Linked DNA regions of Mus musculus: region 2 is linked to region 1. The links are chromatin contacts, called in public targeted proximity ligation maps. All regions are on one chromosome and are shown on one strand. The core of a region is the stretch at or near the end of the contact, and the rest is flanking DNA. Distances in the headings are between cores, read along the strand shown.

Evidence for each region.
Region 2: a contact with region 1 is called in a targeted proximity ligation map of heart atrium, with 5 read pairs. A contact is called at or near these places in 2 of 484 Hi-C or Micro-C datasets (bone marrow-derived macrophages and nephron progenitors), 1 of 130 datasets of targeted methods (heart atrium) and 2 of 9 other capture datasets (adipose tissue and liver).

The regions. Positions count from the first base shown.
Region 1 is chr15:58,703,037-58,709,755 of GRCm38.p6, reverse strand. No RefSeq gene overlaps it. Among named protein-coding and RNA genes, the nearest start is that of Gm41329, 54 kb to the left of the region's middle.
Region 2 is chr15:58,774,220-58,780,938 of GRCm38.p6, reverse strand. No RefSeq gene overlaps it. Among named protein-coding and RNA genes, the nearest start is that of Gm41329, 18 kb to the right of the region's middle.

The DNA.
Region 1 (6,719 bases), core at 2,101-4,600:
CAAATGACTCAGTGGCTGTGAGCCTGGCAAGCAGTTCCTGCATCTAGGAATGGCCACAGACAGACACCTCAAAGAAACCAGTCAGGGCCAACTCTGGCTGGAGGCACAATCAAGCATACAGTGATGTACAGAGGTCCAGGTGCCCTCCCTTCTTGCAGTCACTTGCTGCTTCTGACTTTAGGAAGTAGCTAGTGGAGGCCTCCCACAGTCTCCTGGGGCAACCGAGAAATGGAGGGTAAATCCCTGTGTCATGAGCAGACAGCTCATCTCGGTCTGATATCCTGATGTCTGTTCCCTGATTCTTATTTTTAAGTCATCCTTTTTCCATGGGCTTCTCAGCTCGCAGAATGGCCCTATGGGAGGGAAATGGATCATTTGGGGTTTCACTTTCTCCTCTTGATGGCCTCCTTCTCTGCTCTTATGTTCAGACTCACCACAGAGCAGTCCCTGGCCATACTCTTAGGCAGGATCTCCCCTTCTCCTAGGCTTTGCTCCCTGTCACTCCCATGTGCTTAGACCTTCGCTGTGTTTGTTTTTATTCTGTGTCTGTCCTTGGATTCTGATTTCTCTTTGTCGTTGGTCTGAAGTGAGTTGAAAAGAGCAGGAGAGAGAAGTTGATGGGAATCTGTGACAACAGCCTTCTACTGAGGATGAGTCTTTCCACCCACCGAGAAAGCACTGCAAAGTCATATGGGCATCTTGGTGCCTTACAGTGTCTTATGGGACCCTCTGGCATTCTGTGCATAGGGACAGTAATCCTGATATTGCCACTAGAGCTGCCCCATCCAAAATGCTGATAGCGTCCATTGAAGGACACTGTTCTAACTGGATCGCCAGTCTTTGCAAAGTTAAAGGTACTTGTTTGATGGCCCTTGGGTAACGAAAGAACAGGTAGATCGTCTTTTATGTGTTTTTGCCGGTTTTGTCCTGAGAGAGAGAGAGAGAGAGAGATTAATGTATATGAAGAGCTGATTACCTTTCTTTTCTTATTTTTTTAATATTTATTTATTTATTATATGTAAGCACACTGTAGCTGTCTTCAGACACTCTAGAAGAGGGTGTCAGATCTCATTACAGGTGGTTGTGAGCCACCAATGTGGTTGCTGGGATTTGAACTCAGGACCTTCAGAAGAGCAGTCGGCGCTCTTAACCGCTGAGCCATCTCACCAGCCCGCTATTTCTGTAAAGTAGTATCGATATCCCTACCCCTCCCCAGATTCACCAAGTGATGAGATGAATTGGTTGTTTGAGCTATCTGGTAAGTTATGTGGCCTCTTGACATTCTGGGGTAACTTGACACTAGTCTCAGACACCTTAAAAAATAGTCCTGTCTTCCATGTTGGCTACTGGCAGGACAAAGTGGCTTTTGCTTATTATGTGAAGCTCCCGGCACCGCTGAGGTCTGGGCCACCCGCAGCTTGGCCATTGGCAGTTGCTTGGCTCCCTCTGGGTGACAGGCTCCCTTCAACAGCACAGCATCAGATAGCTGCTTGTCAGCTCAGCATCAGATTTCAACCTTGTTCTGATTTTTTTCCATGCCCTTGTAACCTCTGCTCCCAGGTTGCTCACAGACTCGCTTGTCATTTCTGCAGAGACTGACTGTCTTGCTTGCATACCCCTCCCCCATGCACCCACTCTTTTGGCCTGTGAACTAATCAGCTTCCAAGGACTGTGGTGTTTTTCCATAAACCTCTTCTGAGCCTCATTGTCCATATTAATGCACTTTAGAGACAGCTGAAGGAGAGCTGTGGGAGGTGCCAGGCATGTCAGGGCTGAGGAAGATGCCCATCAGTATGAAGCGAGCAATGGAGGTTACTACCCTCTACCTTGAGGCCCGTCCCCTGGGGTTCTGGACATAGCCTATGATCAGTCAGGACATAGGGCTCTACATCTGGCAGCATTCTGCTCTGTACAATCACAGATAAGCTGCAGACTAAGGCCAAAAATACCAGGGCCAGAGTCTGCAAGGGCTAAGGAGCACACAGCACAAACAAGTTTGAGTTCGTGTCAGTTGTAATCAGTTGGGGGCAGCTGCATGAAGTTCTGAGTTCAGCATGGCCTGAAGTCAGAGAAACTAGAACTGGCCTGCTCTTGTAATGGTGTCTGTGTTGGGCATATGCTGGCAGAGTGGCCTTTGGAGGCCATTTACAATCTGAGAAATTAAGTCCTGGTAAAATGAAAAGGCTTTCACAAGGTCAAATAACCTGTCGGTAGTAAATGTAAGAACAAAACTCAGATCATTGACCCAGTCAATATTATGACTTCAATACATTTACATTTTCTTAGGAAGAGAAGCTGCGGAAACTAGGTGAGTTTAACTCTTCAATCCATTATCCGACTGTTCTGAGGCCTTAAGCACCACTTAGAATGTCTGCGATTCAGTTTCCTTAGATGCAAAATGGAGTGGAAACATTCACAATGTTGTTGGGAAGTTGCATGTGGTCATAGTACAAGGCTCAGGGCCTCACATGCACCTGTTCAAGGTCTTTCCTTTTTCCATAGTAAATGCTATGGATTATTTAAATGGCCATTTTTGGAAGCCTTTTGAACATCACAGTGATGATTTGGCTACACAGATCTATTTTCTTTCTCTGGGAGCTAAGATGAATGTCAAGGTTTCTCCAGCTCTAAAACTGTGTTTGTTTGCACAGCTAGGAATAAAGCCCACGTCCTTTGGATGCTATAAAAATGCCCAGTCACTAAGCTACATTCCCAGACCAGAGCTCAAAAGCTTCTGTGAATGCAAATGACTTCCAGAACCTTTATTTAGTTGCTCCCCTGAGCTAGTACTCTGGAAATTAGCCCTAGGACGTTTGGAGCCTGACCAAGGTCATGCCAGGTATAATACATTCTGATCTCCAGGTGGTAACTCTGTGCTGCTGGTGTGTGCTGGGATGGATTCCTTTAACCTTGCAAGGACAGAGACTGACCTTTGTCACCACAGTGTCCCAGCACCCTGTACAGGGCCTAGCACATGAAGGTGGTAGTTTTTATCTGGTTGAGAGAAGACACCCAGAGTTTATCCACAGCTCAAAGAGTTGAATTTTGCATGGTTGGCTTGTGAGTCTGAGACTCTGGCCAAGTCTATCAGTTTTTCTAGTGGCCACTTGCCTTCCAGGCATTCAATGAATAAATCAGTGAAATGACCTTTATCTTTGAGGCAGTAACGGAATGGACCAGCAGGAAAAGCTGCCATCTATCTGGTGGGGCTGGGCCGAGCTGTAAAGCATTGGCATGAGTACCTGTGTCTCCTCTGAAAGCCAAAGAAGCACAGGTTAACTAGAACATTCTGCCCCTAGGAGGGAGGGAGGAGAGCGGTAGGCAGGACCCAGGAGCTTGACACAAGTGAGGTTTATAAATAGCAGCACAGAAACTTGGAAGAGAAGAAGCCAAGTGAGGCAAAGGAGAATGGGCAAGTCTCAGAGAGACCATTCTAAGATGCAAATAGCTAAGCAAACAGAAGCCAGATTTCTTGGTGGGCCACTTGGTAGCCATTCCCCTGATTAGGCTGGAAGAACCAAATGGAACCTGTGCAGAGAAGCATCAACAGGAGGGACAACAGGCTTACCTTGTTCGTTCTCCAGCCAGCCAGCATGCTAACTCCATATTTCATGGCCACCTGACTCTGGACAGGTGTAGGGGACACAACTGTAATTAAGGCTCCATCTCTACAACCAGGAAGGGACACACATGGCTCACAGTATTATGAGCCTCATCACAAGCTCTTCTGTATTGTCCCATGCTTTTTTCCACGAATGGACACCATTTCCTCACCCTGACCCCTTCCATTCCTCCTTGAGAACATATCCTTTTTTTCAGGTGTATTATTCTCGTCCATCCCAATCCCACTCTGGATGTGAGAAGTCTGTCTCCATGTCCTCTACCCTGAGTCCAGTGACAGTGATGCGCCATCTGCAAAGTCATAGCCAACAGAGTACACATCTGGTGTTCCTCACAGGAGCTCTTGAAAGAAAAGCCGTTTTCCCCAAAAGTGAAGCTCTGCTAGAGTGAGGTCAAGCCTTGCCCACACATATACACACACCTGTACACACACATGTATACACACACACACACACACACACACACACACACACACATGCACATACACACATGTGCACACGCACATGCATACGTATATGCACACAACCGCACACACACCATTGAGAGCCGAGTCCCCATTGTCTCCCCCTGTGCTTCTTTTCTGGTGCTTGCACTTGGTGTCTGGACGCCTGTGCTTTCCTTTCCCAGAGTATGAAGGAAACGAAACCTGCATTGAGTTCCTCCTATGGGTATGGGCCAAACAGTGTTCTAGGCACCTTGTGCATAGCTAGACAATTCTCAAAACGGCCTGTAAGTCAGGGACAGGAGGCATCATTTCTACATAGAAAGTGAGTGATGTTAGATAAGTTGCTTAAAGTTGCCGAGCTAATAAGTGACATGAATCAAGACAGAGGCCATCCCAGGCTTCAAGTTGGGCCTTGGGTAAACACAAGGAAAATTTTTTTCTTAGAAACTCTAATTTATTTAGCTTAAAAGCTTAGTTGAATCAATAAATGAAAGTAAGCTGTGAGATTGCTTTTTCTGAATTCTAAACATAGCTTAAACATATTTATTTTCTAGACAAAATAAAATATGGTAAGATAAAACAAAAACCACTCTATTGAAGTTAGCCAAGGCAAGCCAACAGAAAAATAAAAGAGTCTCAAGAGAAGACACAAGAATCAGAGACCCACTCGTTTACATCCCCAGGAGTCTCATAAAAGTACCAAAGTGATAGCTATAGCATCTATGCAGGGGACCTGGTGCAGACCCATGGCCTGCTGCGTCAGGCTCTGTGAGTTCATGTGAACTTCGCTCAGCTGTTTTAGAGGACCTGTCTCCTGGTGTCCTTCACCTGCTCTGTCTACTCCATCCCTTCTGCCTGCTTTTCCAAGGGATTCCCTGAACTCTGAGGGGAGGGATTTGATGGAGACATCTTGTTTAGAGCCATGCGTCCTAAGGTCTTTCTCTGTTTAATGCTTGGCTGTGGGTTTCTCTATGTGTCTCCATCTGCTGTAGGAGGAATCTTCTCTGGTGATGACTGAGTTATGAATATAGCGGAATATTATTATGAGTCATTGTTTCTTGTGTCGTGTTTTGTTTGCTGTGTTTTGTTTTGAAGACAGTAGTATTTGGTTTTACCCTAGGTCTCTGGCTTTTCTAGTCTCTGGTTCATGGTCACCCAAGCAGTATCAAATTTAGGCTCCATCTCATGGAGTGAGCCTTAAGTCAAATTAGACATCAGTTTGTTAATCCCGCAGGTTTGTGCTGACGTTGCCTGAGCATACTTTGCAGGCAGGACAGACTGTAGATCAAGGGTTTAACACAAAGAAATATTTTCATGTAGGGCAACAGCCATAAGGAAGGAGGGAGAGGAGGAGTATGACCTGAGCTAAAAGCTGGTGGATAAGAAAGGAGGGCAGATAGGAGTGACAAGTGGAGAAGCCAGTGAGCTGAGCTGGGGCTCCCATTTCCCTGGCCACAGGCTTGTCTGCTCTCTCTGCCCACAGGCCCTGATTCTGTTCCCAACTCTTCTTGACCCAGCAGTGCCTGGATGTCCAGGAGTTTGGGAGCACCAACTCCTGGCCTCGTCGAGGACCTGTGGACCTCCTACACTTTGTTTCTTACTTCCCTGTGCGGTTTTTCCAGTGGCGACTGTCCTTACCTTGGTGGCTGTTGTCTGGAAGTGCAGAGAGGCCTTCTATGGGAGACTCAGGCTGTGGCTCTGTAGGTGAAGGCCTTCTCTATGCTCCCCCAGGGCGGTTCTCAATGAAAGGGACAGTGCACGTTTATCTATACCATGTATTGACTGTTCAGCCTACCAACTCCTCAGGGTGGACCAGAGATTAAATAAATACCTTTTGCAGGGAGGGATGTCTGGGAAGGGAAGCTTATTGGTTAAACCCTCAGGGCCTCTATATCCTCATGAGATGGAGAACTCTGTTCTGGGCCACATGACCAATGTGGGGAGTATGGTCACGTGGTCTGGGTCAGTAATCTGGCAGGGACAGGGAGGCGCCAACCGTCTTAGGTGGGTGCCTGGGTACCAGGGTCTCAGACCCACTCTATCTTACCAAGATTCCTGTCACAGTCCACTGTCTCCCAGCCCCTACTTTTCCTTTTATAAAAAGGAGAGGTGTCATCTGAGTGACCTGACCAGCTCTAATATTATTTGTAGCAAAAATTTTGGGTGGGGTCAGGTATAAGCATCAAAATAAAACACAACATAAGCCAGAGGGGTAGCAAGGGGTGGGGGCTAGGAAGACTAGGGATTATTCAACCAAGTAATTGAGACTTTTTTGGTTTTTCCAAAAATAGAGCGAAAGGTCAAGAGGCTGAGGCACAATGGCTGGCAATGAGGTGCGGGAGAAGAGACCATAATGGAAGAAGGACTGGACAGACATGTCAGAGTTGTGCTCCATAGGACTCTAAGGACAGATGTGGTGGGGGAAAGAGTCAAAGGTGGTTCTTGGCTTGGAAAAGTGAGGACAGGGATCCTCACAGCTGGGCTGCCTTAGTGGGGCGAAGAGCTGCATAGGCCGAGTGCTGGAGCCTTGAGGCACTGGAAGAAGTGGAAATGGACTCACATTTAGCTTTCTGCTTAGGGGATGGTCTCCCTTGGAGCAGTCTTTCTGATTTTATTTAGAAACACCACACACACACATGTATACACACACAGA
Region 2 (6,719 bases), core at 2,134-4,633, 71 kb before region 1:
AGGTGGGGGGAAAAGAACATAGAAATAAATGCATGCTTAAAATGTTAGCATGCACAGTACAGATAGACATCTGTGCAGAGAAGTGTGCTAGATTCTAGGAAATTGATGTTGCCCTAATCTCAGACATATGAAATAATATTTCCCCTTGGTGTGCATTGTGAATGTTTTCCTCTTTATTTCACTTTCTTTTTCTTTTTTTCTTTTGAGTACACTGTAGCTGTCTTCAGACACACACCAGAAGGCAGCAGCGCTTGCACACTGACCTGGAAGTCCCAGCAGCAGCATCACGTTTGTATGCCTCCCGTGCTTGTCTCCTTTTCCTTGTTTTCTTTTCCCGAACCTCAGGACGACAGAAGTAGTTTTTAGGATACATTTTATGTTCCATGCTGTGACTTTAAAAACATGCCAATCAAACATCCTCTCTTTTCTTCTCCATTCCTACTTGAGGGGAGAATAAATACAAGTTAAGTAGTTTATTTCACTAACGTGTTTGACGGTTCTTTCTTCTACATTGACTCAGAGAAGGAGCCCACATTTCAAAAGAAAAAGATTAGCTGGGTTTGAAATGTCAGGTCTGAGGGAGAGGTGTCTGCCCTCTGCTCACTGGCTCCTGGGCTCTGAATGGAAACTGGCCTTTTCTAGGCGCTCAGTGGCTCCTTGTCTGAAGTACTAGAGTGCTGACTGGCTCATCAGGGTGCCCTTTGGATACCTCTGTATCCATCCTAACAGATTGTCTCCTTTCCTGTCTCACATTCTCCGCCACTTCTGACCTTTACACATCTTGCTTCTGGCAGGCTGGTGACTTTACAGGCCGTTCTCTGGGCCAGTTTTTATTACAGGTAATCAAAGGCGGAATGAGACATGCACTCTGTATGTGCATTCTCTATTTGCAAATCGATTTCAAGGGCCGGGCGTGGTGGCGCATGCTTTTAATCATAGCACTTGGGAGGCTCCAGAGTTCAAGGCCAGCATGCGCATCTAGTTTCAAGCCAGCCAGGGATACACAGTGAGACCCTCTTTTTAAGAAAATAAATTCTCTTGGCTTATTCTCTGTGCATGTGTGTTAGAACTAATGACTACAGTAATCTCATTTTCCCCTGATGCTTCACTCCAATGCTGTTTATTTACAGTTTTGAAACTCTCTGCCCGTTCCCCTCCCCTTCCCCCATTTCCTTAGTATTGTGCTATTTCTCCACTTTGGGGCTTAACGGCACGTGTGTTTTCATAAGAGAACAGCTTTGTGGTTATGTCTTAAATTCAGTATCACAAACCAAAGATTTTAAGTGTCTTGTTTTCAAGATGCCTTTATTCTACAAACATTTGACGTTCGCCAAATGGCTTTTATGTAATACTGTGTTAGAGATGCAACTAACATATTATAAAATTAATTTGTTCATTTAGTATAACTACAAACCAACTAAGTGTTTACATACGTGATACATACTTTATGGAAATTATTTTTCAGAAGCTAGTGAGGAGAAAAGAGTTTTACAGTTTTTCCAAATGTCTTTAATGTCTAGGTTACTAGAAGCAGCTGGATTCTCACCCGTTTTGATCTGTTTGCTATTGTTCTGCTTGGAGAAAATAAAACCTCACACAGATCCCTGGTTGCAAAGGGAGGGAATATATATTAGTGGCCTTTTGTTTGACAGTATCTTTGAGTTCAAGCTATAAGCTCATGGCAGTGAGGAACACAGTGTCGGCTTAAGCCCTGCTTGGAACTAGGTTTGTTCCACACTATACTCTGCCCACTGGCTCCTTCACTCCCTCTCTCCCTTCTTTCCCCCAACTTCCACTTCACCCTCTCTCCTTCCCTCTTTCCTCTCCCTTTCCCCTTCTCCTATTTTCCACTCCTATCTAGTTGTGTTTCCCAGGTTGATCTCAAATTCCTAGGCTCCAGGCACCCTGCTCACCCTCTGCAGCTACAGGCACATCATTCCTTTTGCTCTGTCAGTGACCATACCATAGTGGAAAAAGGAATAATGCCTTAATGTATTAGGAAAAATGTTTTGAACACACAAACTACTTTAATACAAACACTGAAACTCTGCAGATCACACCTCCAATTTGAGAACTGTGGTTTGAACCATCCTGATTACATTAGCTCCAGGTACAGATATTGAAATCCCAGGATAACAATACCAGAAACGAGGCAGAAACTTGTGTCCTGTATAATAACATTATCACAGCATGTTGTTCAGACCTGGTAAAGGGGTTACACTTCAGAAAATGGTTAGAGACCTAGAGTCCTGTTGTTTCAAGTATAAATTTTATACTTAAAAGTCAATGCATGGTCTAAAATGGTTGGTTGAGTCCCATCAGTTATATCCACATCCTGCACAGGAAGAAGGAATTAAAAAAAGGTAAATGGCTCAAAGTGACTTAAATCACTATGTGACACGTCTCTCAAATTTCTACCTAGAAGCTTACAGTTGTCTCCATTCTGAGTGACCAAGTCTGTAGCAAGAAATGAGAAGGATGTCTGAGGAGGCAGCTGTCTCTCACAATCTGTCACTTTGGCTACCACATATTCATACCTCACCTGTCCCCTCAGTGTGAAGATACCCATCTGGGAGAAGGCTCAAGTTCCTGAGCAGTGACTGTTGATCAAGAACAGCAGCATCCTGTCCTGTCTTTAAGTGACACTTTGGTATCAGATAACCTATACATGGAAAACACCTGATCCAACACACGTAGCATGTGCCAACCATTTCCATTCAGGCAGAGAAAGAGTTGGGATACAGTGGTCAGTAGTTCTTGCAATGATCATTACCCAGCAAAAATCCATCCTGGCCATCCAGCGGAAAATGTGGCTGAAGACTAGGGCTCACCTATTTGAAGAATTTGACAAAGGGAAGCCTAAGATGAGTGGGCATCCGTGAGCTGAGCTAGCTAGCTTCTGTAGCTGCCTTCAGCCTAGAGGCTGACATTCTACTTGGTGGGCGATTTGGCCTCTGTAGTTTTAAAAGCTCTCTACAAGAGTACAGAACCCAAGAGAGCTTTGGGTTCTCAAACTGTGGCTTTCCCTTGGAAACTCTGGGAAATGGGCCCTGTTTAGGATGGAAAGGAAAAAGCAGAAGGCTTCACAGAAAAGATTAGAACTGAGGAGCCAACAGAAGGAGGGGTCTGAAGGTGATCATCAGAAAATAGGATAAAGAGAAAAACCAAAGGTGCACCGAGGTGTATGCCCCCAAATGTTTCCGCATACACACTGAAGATGCTGGGTCCGAATCCCTGGAACTTGAGAGGCTGCTGTATAACGGGTTTGCATGCGGCATTAAGGATGTGGATAATTCAGTACCCAGTATAGGAAAAAGGGAGTGACTCCCAGCTCTGTTAATATCTTTGAGGATGGAGGAAAGAGGCCATGATCCAAGGAATTTGGACCACCTCCAGAGGCTGAGTCAGTAAGAAAACAGAGAATTTATATCCCCAGCTTCCTGCACGAGCAGGGAAATGGGCTCCCCTCTAGAAACTCCAGAAAGTGACAAAGCCCCTGGCACTTTGATTTTGTCTTTGTGAGACCCAGTGCTGAGAGATTAGCCAGGCCCACAAGACTTCTGACCTACAAGCCATGAGTTAATGCATTTGTGATCTGTGATACTTCATTATGGAAGAAGTAGTACTGATAGAGCACATACTTGAACTCCTTCATTTTCTGTTCTTCCCCCTAGCTAGTTATATTCTGCCAAATAATTCTTTGACACTGCTTGTGCCCCAATTGGTCCCTTGTGTTCTGTATACAGTTTAAGGCCAACTTGCAGATACCAGCCAGCCTGTTGCAGCATAAAACCCAGCAAACCAACAAGATCATACTGGCACATCTCAATTGCACTGTTTCCCAACTCAGTTTGGGAAGATGCATTTTCAACAACTCTTCTCTGTGTGTGTAATTCATCCTCCATCTTGAATCCAACAGCAGTTCATAGATTTTTGTGTGTGTGTAAAACCAGCTCTCTAGTTTCTTCTGGCTCATTGTTTCTTCTAGGTCTTTTCTTTCTGGATATTTACTGTCCTTGTCACGTATAAATAGCATTTAATTGTTTTCTATGTACAGCTTCTGTATAGGTTTTGTTTGCTCAAGCTGCTTATTTATGTAGTCATTTGCCTGTGTGGTCTTTTCTGTTTCTGACTTGGGTAGTCACCTGTCCGCCTGGTTGTGAGAGGTTGATTCTCCTATGCTGAGATGCTGTGCTTGGCTTAGGATTTTGCTGGAGATCATCAACACAGCGTGGGCAGTGCCTCTTCCTTCAGCTTTTGAGCAGGAGCGTCAAGAGTGGAAATTTTCATAGTTTCTTAAAAAAAAAAAATTGCCTTTTTTTTTTTTAATAGATGTTTCTTACCGGAGTAACAATTTCTGTCCTATCTGGTAGGATGTCTGTTTTTTAATCATAAATGTGTACTGGATTTTACAAACTGCTTTTTCTTCACCGAAGCAATCAACTGACTGTTTTGTTTTTTTTTTTTAAACTTCATTTCATTTTTGAGACAGGGTTTGCCTACTCTGTCCTTGAACTTGCTTCTGTCCCTGCTTCCTCCTGCCTGATGCTGGAATTATAGCCGTGTACCACCATGCTGGGGCCAAGATAGCTTCCTTTTCTCTTCTAAGACTTTGTTTCATGCCTCCCAGGGTGACCTGGAGTGAACTCCCTTTGTGACTGAGGCCAGCCTCGAATTCCTGACCCTCCAGGCTCCACCTTGTAAATGTGATGATTATAGGCACGCGTCCCTACCACACCTGGCCTAGAAAGCGCTTCAGCACCTGTAATCGCTCGTTCCCTTTACCCCTGTCGGGTCTACTCTTCAGTTTCGCAGGTCCCAAAGACAAGCAAAGTTAAGGGTGCAGGAGAAATGAAATTCCTTAACCTGGCAACTGCTTGGCTTTCCTGGTTACTGAAGTCTAGAAACTTCAAGAGAACGGCTCCAGCCCAGGCTGCTCTAAGAGCGTCTCCACAGGGACATTCCTTTCTGAGAGCCAAGGCATTTGTGCCCTCAAGTTTAACTGCATTAGCCCTCCTGTCTCTCTCCTTAAATCTAAAGAGATTACAATTCATAAAAGCCTTGAGGATTCAGGTTAGAAAATGAGGTTCTTTAGAGAAATTAACCAACCAGCTCAGAGAGGTTACTTGATTCTAAAGTTGGTTTCATATTTGAATAATGTTGTAATTTGCATCTCGGGAACTGTATAACCTCAGAAGTCATGTGTTATATCATCTAGTGTGACAAGGACTGGAAGTTTGAGTGTGCCAGAGGCCAAAGGGCCAGCCAAGGCTACAAAAAAACTAACCCTGGATCTTACTGTTAATAAAAAGCTTTGGATTTAGCCGGGCGTGGTGGTGCATGCCTTTAATCCCAGCACTCGGGAGGCAGAGGCAGGTGGATTTCTGAGTTCAAGGCCAGCCTGGTCTACAAAGTGAGTTCCAGGACAGCCAAGGCTATAAAGAGAAACCCTGTCTCGGAAAAAAAAAAAAAAACCAAACAAAAAAAAGCTTTGGATTTTGAAAAAATAAGTATACTTCTTGAATTATTCCAATTTAGGAAATTATATATAAAGGCCAATTTCCAAGGACAAGATGTCAGATTGGTGGGTTTTCGTTGTTGTTTGGTTGGTTGGTTTTGGTTTTGACTTTTTGTGACAGTCTCTGTGTATCCCTGGCTGTCCTGGAACTCTTACTCCGTAGACCAGGCTGGCCTCGGACTCAGAGATCCGTCTGCCTCTGCCTCCCGAGTGCTGAGATTACAGACTTGCACCACCACTGCCAGGTCAAGACATCAGTTTTAACGAGTGTTAAGTCTCCATGGCTTCTATGTAGTTCATGCTATGCCCTGTGCTCCTGAATGTGAGAAGGTCTTCTTAGTTACTCCATTTCTTCTGTCCTTGGTAACTATGGTGATGCCACATGATAGATAGCTCATCCCTCTCTCTCTGAGAAGGAGCTGGGCCCCTGCTGTGAGCTCCCTGAAATCTGTCCATCCACAGAGAAATGGGTTATTTCATAATTTCCATAGAAGACATTTGCCTCTGCAAAGGAAGACATTTAAAAAGTTAGTGTCAGCACAAAACTCAAAGTTTTGAAGGCTTGATATCTTAATTACTGTTCTATTGTGGTGAAGAAATACTACGTTGAAGGCACATTTTCAAGGAGGACATTTAACTAGGGGCTTGCTTACAGTTTCAGAGAGTTAGACTATGGATAGTACGACAAGGAACATGGTGACAGGCAGGCAGTCTGGCATGGCACTGGGGCAGTAGCTTAGAGCTTTAGATCTTGATCTGAGGGTAGCAGGCAGAAAGAGAAAGAGGAGGAGTTGAAACCTGAGAACCCACTCCCAGCAACACACCTCCCCTAACAAGGCTGTGACTCCCAGATTTCCTAACCAGGTCTTCAACTGGGGGAAAAGCATGCACTGTGTGAGCCTGTGCGAGCTGTTCTCATTCAAACCACCACACCTGTCTATAGAGAATTACAGACCCATTAGTCATAGTCAGATTGTATACCATTGATCAGTCTTCAGTGGTCTTCAGAGTCTTCCTCTCAGTCTAGGATGGGAGTCATTGTTGCTAGGAGACCTGGCACCATTCTGTTCCATAGGAGGCTTTCTGAAAACATGCTAATAGTACTTGTCTTTTGTCATATGGTTCTAGGCTGGTCTGTAGGTGTAAAACTTGTATGCGAGACCAAGCTTTCCAAGTTCTAGGGAAGCCTCTCTTGTAAAAC